2 separate regions of the Mus musculus genome follow, and region 1 is linked to region 2. Evidence: chromatin contacts called from public Hi-C data. All regions are on one chromosome and are shown on one strand. Each heading gives the region's core, a stretch centred on a gene start, on an enhancer-like site or on the middle of the called end of the contact. The rest is flanking DNA. Distances are from core to core; before and after follow the strand shown. Region 1 holds the start of Hs3st3a1 (heparan sulfate (glucosamine) 3-O-sulfotransferase 3A1). Region 2 overlaps Gm12290 (predicted gene 12290).

Region 1 (2,700 bases), core at 118-2,617, 260 kb before region 2:
TGCCATCCCTTCCTAGTCTCCCCCTCTGCACAGCCAGCGCTCAGAAGTACCCATGGGGGTCCCCGCGCTCACCGGTACCAGGCGAGGCCCTTGTGGTAGCTGCGGTCAAAAAAGTGGGGCTCAGCACCCACGGCACGCACGTCGGGGTGCACGCGCAGGAACTCCAGCAGCGCCCGCGTGCCGCCCTTCTTCACGCCGATGATGATGGCCTGCGGCAGCTGCTTGCTGCCCTCGTCCAGAAGTAAGGCCAGGGTCCCCGGCTGGGCCTCGGCCACGCTGCTTCCCGCCCCGGAGCCTCCTGGTGCGGCGGCCAGCCCAGGGCTCTGCTCCTCCTGGTCGCTGCTGTCTCCTGGCCCCGACCGCCCGCGCCTCCTCCGTTGCCTCAGCTGCAGGAGGCGCTTCCTTGGCGCTCCCGCGGGCCACATCGCCAGTTCCCTGGGTCCTGCAGGGACGCCGCGCCCCGGGACCCCCGCGACGGGGCCCGAGCCGGGTGGGCAGCGCTCCGCCAGGCAGTAGAAGACGTAGAGGGAAGTGAGTAGCGAGCAGAGCATCAGCAAGAACTTCCTGAAGATGCTGCGCGACAGTGGCTCCGCCGGGCTGGGCTGGGCGCCGGTGGGACCCGAGGGGGCCATCCTAGCCAGAGGCGACCTCGGACGGCGAGCGGGCCATGCTAGGCCACGACTGTGCTGGGAGCTCCGCCATCCCCGCTGCCAGCCAGCGTGCTGCCCCGCGGCCGCATCGCCTGAGCCGCCCTGCGTGCCTGAGAGCTGCCCCGCTGGGCGGCAGCAGGGGCTGGAACTAGGGACCAAGCACTGCGAGCCCTTCTTGGGGTCCTGGGCTTCGGGCGACGAGGAGGAAAGGGGTGCGGGGCCGTGCTTAAGAAACCATGGTCTTGGGTCTGAAACGCGCCCGAGTCCTGAGCCTAGCTGCGCAGAGCTCCGCGCCCTGGGTCTCCGAGAGTCGCCCGGCAAGGGAGTCTCTGCGGCGGCAGTGGCGAAGGTGCTCGGCTCAGCAGGGTCCTGAGCGGTGCGGAACTTGGCTCAGCGATAACACATCCTTGGCTCAGTCCCCCGTGGAGCGGGCGCAGGACTCTCGGGCCGAAGAATTGTGTACGCTCCGGTTAGAACGAGTGACCCTTTTTCCAGCTTCTGCTCTCCTGGCCCGCCCAGGAGCGTGCCCTGAGTCCTGGCTCAGCTCGTCTCAGCAACCGAGCAAGCAAAGTCCCCCTAGTCCCTCTATCCGAATGGGACTCAAGCCTTCTGGCCTCTTGAGCGCTCCGGAAGTCTACCCACTCCTCTGGGGCCCCAGCTGGGAACAGCTTGGAGGGGCCCCGCTGTGCGGGACCTGTCAGCCACCGCTGCCACTGTGCTCTTGGGCTCTCCCCGCAGCCTCCTCAGCCGCTACCGCCACACGTGGGACGCGAAGGACAGCAAACTTGGTGGTGACGTCAACGGCCCAGGCCAGACCAACGCGGGGATCCGCTCTAGGGTGCAGAGCAGAGGCGCAGGGGCCGGGCTAGAGAGGCAGAAGGGGTGGGACCGGGACAAAAAAAAAAAAAAAAGGTGACGAGGCACCGCCCAATACACTGGAGAGGGCGCGGACGACAGAGGAGACGCCCCTTCCTCGCACTCCCTCTCTCCTTTCCTCCTTCCTCCTCCTCCACCCCTAGGTCTCTGGGCGCTGTCAGATTGACAGCGCCTGTATGATTGCCTGAGTCTAACGCCCAGCCAGTCCACCCCTTGCCGGATTGGGGGTTCTCAGACCTCTCCAGCTCAGCTTAGTCCTTAGCAGCCTTAACACCCCCAGATCCCCACTTCCTGATTCCCTCTGGTCCCAGCTTCTGTATTCCTACCCTTCTCCAGCCCACCCATCCCATCCCCTCTCATCCCAGAGACTTCTGAAGTTTTGTTCCCAAGAGTTCTTGGCAGGCCACGCCCCCATTTGTCTGGGCAAAGAGACAGCTTCAGTACAGACTTGCCTTCTACTTCCCTGTCCACTGAGGGCCCTTACAAGTCTGTCTGTTAGTTTGCTTGCTTGCTTGTTTTTCCTTTGGATTTATTTAAAAAGATGAAGAGTCTCATAGGACCTGGAAAGGAACCCCTTAGAAACTAGATCAATAAATACACCAAAACAGAAATTATATTTAAAAAATAATAAGTACAATTCCAAATCCGTATAACCAGTTGTTGATAAAGTTTAATACTTTGCATATGTGCACCACCCACATGCGTGAATGTGTTTTCACTCTTTGAGAGTTAAGAGTCCTTCCCTAAACAACGGGTTCCTTTTTCTCTTATTTCCCCTGACCCCTAGATACCCTTCCCATGCCCCCAAAGCAAGTCACAAAGAGGTAAAATCTGCCCCTTGCTGGCTCCTGGGGAGGTGAGTAGTAAAATCTTCAGGAGATGTTGAAGGTTTGATTGCTTTCTTTGGCTGTTACTCTGTGGTGGTTTTGTTTTCAATTTTTCATTTATTTGTATTTTATGTGTATGGCTGTTTTGCCTGCATGTGTGTCTGTGCACCACGTGGGTACCTGGTGCCAGCTGGAGAGTTCTAAATCTCTTTGAACTGGAGTTCCTGACAGTTGTTAGCCTAGATGTGGGTGCTGGGAATTGTACCAGGTCCTCTAGAAGAGCAGCCAGGGCTCTTACTGCCGAGCCATCTCTTCCACCACCAGATATTTCATTTTTGTCCTAATCG
Region 2 (2,700 bases), core at 198-2,697:
TTCACACCCTCAGATGTCATGGAGATATTAAGTGTGGGTGAATGTTGGTGAATGTTTGTTCTCTGTCTGAACACTCCCTAGCAGCAACCTGCAGACCAAGGATGGTCCATCAGTCACACTCAGAGTGACCCTAGGTTTTCCTTTGCTCCGATGAAAACATCTCGCTTTTGCAGAGTCAAATACATTTCCGTCTAGAATACCTGGAATAACCTCTTGCCCTTAAGTATTTGGATTTGTTCCTAAGATCACATTGCTAATAACCACCCATTTCAGTCCGAGTCCAGGCGGATCACTTTTCTGGTTGAATTTTCTGTATCTTTCTCCCTCTTCTGTCTGGATTTCTAATAGGATGATGTCCAGTCGTTCTCCCCTCAGGCACACTACCACATTACCTTTGTCTCACCATAGAAAATGCTGTGGCCTGGCTCCCTCAGAAGCCAGTACCTCTCCTGCCCAGTTTTACATCTCAAAATGTAGAGCAGAGGTTCTCAACCTGTGGGTAGTGACTCCATTAAGGGTCACACAACCTTTTCCCCAGGAGTCACCTAAGACAATCAGGAAACACAGAGGTTTGCATTATGATGTGAATTTACAGTAGCAAAATTTCAGTTGTGAAGTAGCAATGAAAATAATTTTATGGTTGGAGGGGGGGTCACCACAATGTAAAGAACTATATCAAAGGGTTGCAGCCTTAGGAAGATTGAGAACCACTGATACAGAATCTAAAAACAAACAAACAAACAAAAAAACAATCTCATCATGTCTGCTGGTATATGACTCCAGTTGGCAGGCATGACAGAAGACAGACATGCACATAGCGGGTCTTGGAGCAAAGAGTAACATGGCAAGTGGCTTCACAAGGCCAGTTCACTCTCTTGAGAAGTATATTTTTAACTCTTGGAGTAGCAGAAAGGGGGACATTCCCAAATCCTTCCATCATAAATGCCAAAAATTCACAGTAGGATGAATGCACTGTGCTTGAATACTCTCCCAAATTTGAGGATGCCCTTCCTAGCTACACACCACCAAGCCTTTATGTTTCGGTGTCTAGACTAGCCCATACGTATTCATCTGTTGAATGCACTAAAATGAATTCCGTGGTTTGCAACAGAAAACCTAGAAAAGAAGTCATGTTTTTGAAGTGATATCATCTTCTGAGATGCTTTCTCACATAGATTCATGTGCTTCTTTGATCCATTTTCAATGGTCGGTACCCGTGTGTTCAAACCTTCAGATTTCACCAGGAGGATTTACAATGTGTTCTGTGCTGTTTAACTTGATTCTTCACTCCCTTCAGACTGTGGGAACTCCCTCTAAACACTGAGATAATCAGCGTTGCCTTAAGTAAACAGTAAAAGGAAGAAACATAAACACAAGTCCCAGATGAGCAGAGCTAAGAAGCATCCCTGATTCCTGAGCCACAAATGTCAGAAGGCCAAGGTTAGAGGAATGCATGGGAAATGACTCAGGGAAGCTGAAGGCAGTCAAGCCAAGGGGTCACTTAGTATCGCCAAGATCATCACCATGAGAACCTAGAGGTACAAAATCCAGCTAATGGCTGCTAGAGCCATGAGGCTTGTATGGAAGTTCACATGAGATCTGAATATATGCTGCTGAATATTCTCTATATCTGCTCACACCTGGTCACTGCTCTCCTCTTAGGAATGTGTGTGTGTGTGTGTATGTGTGTGTGTGTGTGTGTGTGTTTATATACATATGGTTTTTACTTAGAAGCAGCCCAAGCTAAAATCTGAGTATTAATTATAGCTCAGGCTGACCTTGAACTCAAAATCCTCTAACTCACACTTCCAAAGAGTGAAGGCATAATTCTCTGGAAATAACATACTATAGAAGCTGGACTTAGTGTGACCAGACATGGAAGAAGGAAGAGATGAGAGTTAGCCCAGGAGCTAGAATATTTTGTCTGTGAAGATGCACTGTGTAAATATTTAACTTTAATGAGCCAGATGGTCTCTATGCAACTCATCAGTTCTACAACTTCCACAGAGACATCCTCCAGGGATGCTAAAGCCATGTGCCAGGAAGGAAATTTGACAGTGGCTGGATTTGGCCAAACAGCAATAGTTTATAGACCCCAGTCTAGAGTGGTAGCAGGAAGATTGTGTAAAAGCCCACATCTGAGCGGAGGGACTCTCAGCATGTCTCTCTGATTAGTCATTGCACTTGTTCCTCGGATCACATCTTCTTACCCTCATTCTCCCACCCACTAAAAATGTCAATCAGCAAACTAGAATATTTCTCTCTTTGTGCCCTTTCTCAATTATTAATTGAAAATGTATAATTTAATAATCTCGATTATTAAAAATTAGCACATCCAAACTTGCTACTTTGTATGCATGCATGTGTGTGTATGTGCGTGTGTGTGTGTGTGTGTGTGTGTGTGTGTGTGTGTGTGTTTATATACATATGTTTTTGTTTTGTAGCAGCCTAGATTTAACTCTGAGTTTTATAGCTGAGGCTGGCCTTGAACTTAAAAGTCCCCTTGCTCGGACTACCAAGTGAAGGGACTACAGGCGTGTGCTACCCCATCCAGCTGTGGTATACTTACCTTTCCTTTCTGGTAGAATCTTACGTGTACTGACACACTAGACTTTGATGTAGAGTATCTACGAGTCATTTAGTTTCTTCCCTATCCGTGACAAGGTCCCTCTGCTGAAGTCCTACCTGTCTTTTCCCTCA

Evidence for each region. Hi-C and Micro-C count contacts between places; a contact is called where the count stands out from the background.
Region 1: a Hi-C map of adipose-derived mesenchymal stem cells shows a contact between it and region 2, with 2.4 times the contacts expected there. The contact joins the promoter of Hs3st3a1 here to the enhancer-like site in region 2. A contact is called at or near these places in 8 of 39 promoter capture datasets (the 3T3-L1 cell line, embryonic stem cells, frontonasal cranial neural crest and 5 more), 5 of 484 Hi-C or Micro-C datasets (adipose-derived mesenchymal stem cells, cerebral cortex, nephron progenitors and 1 more) and 3 of 115 datasets of contacts at active chromatin or transcription factors (embryonic hindbrain, embryonic midbrain and neural progenitor cells).

What each region holds. Positions count from the first base shown.
Region 1 is chr11:64,433,999-64,436,698 of GRCm38.p6, reverse strand. It overlaps Hs3st3a1 (heparan sulfate (glucosamine) 3-O-sulfotransferase 3A1), which reads right to left and starts at 1,367. Exons shown (of 2, transcript NM_178870.5): 1 at 73-1,367. The coding sequence starts at 632. It overlaps F930015N05Rik (RIKEN cDNA F930015N05 gene), which reads left to right and starts at 25. Exons shown (of 1, transcript NR_028445.1): 1 at 25-2,700.
Region 2 is chr11:64,179,013-64,181,712 of GRCm38.p6, reverse strand. Gm12290 (predicted gene 12290) reads right to left here. Exons shown (of 3, transcript NR_166814.1): 3 at 1-1,339. Among named protein-coding and RNA genes, the nearest start is that of Gm12290, 16 kb to the right of the region's middle. Within about 2 kb of position 1,447, at least 8 of the 459 cell types and tissues checked have an H3K27ac peak or open chromatin away from gene starts, as enhancers often do. A contact at or near this core is called in adipose-derived mesenchymal stem cells, where this site is marked.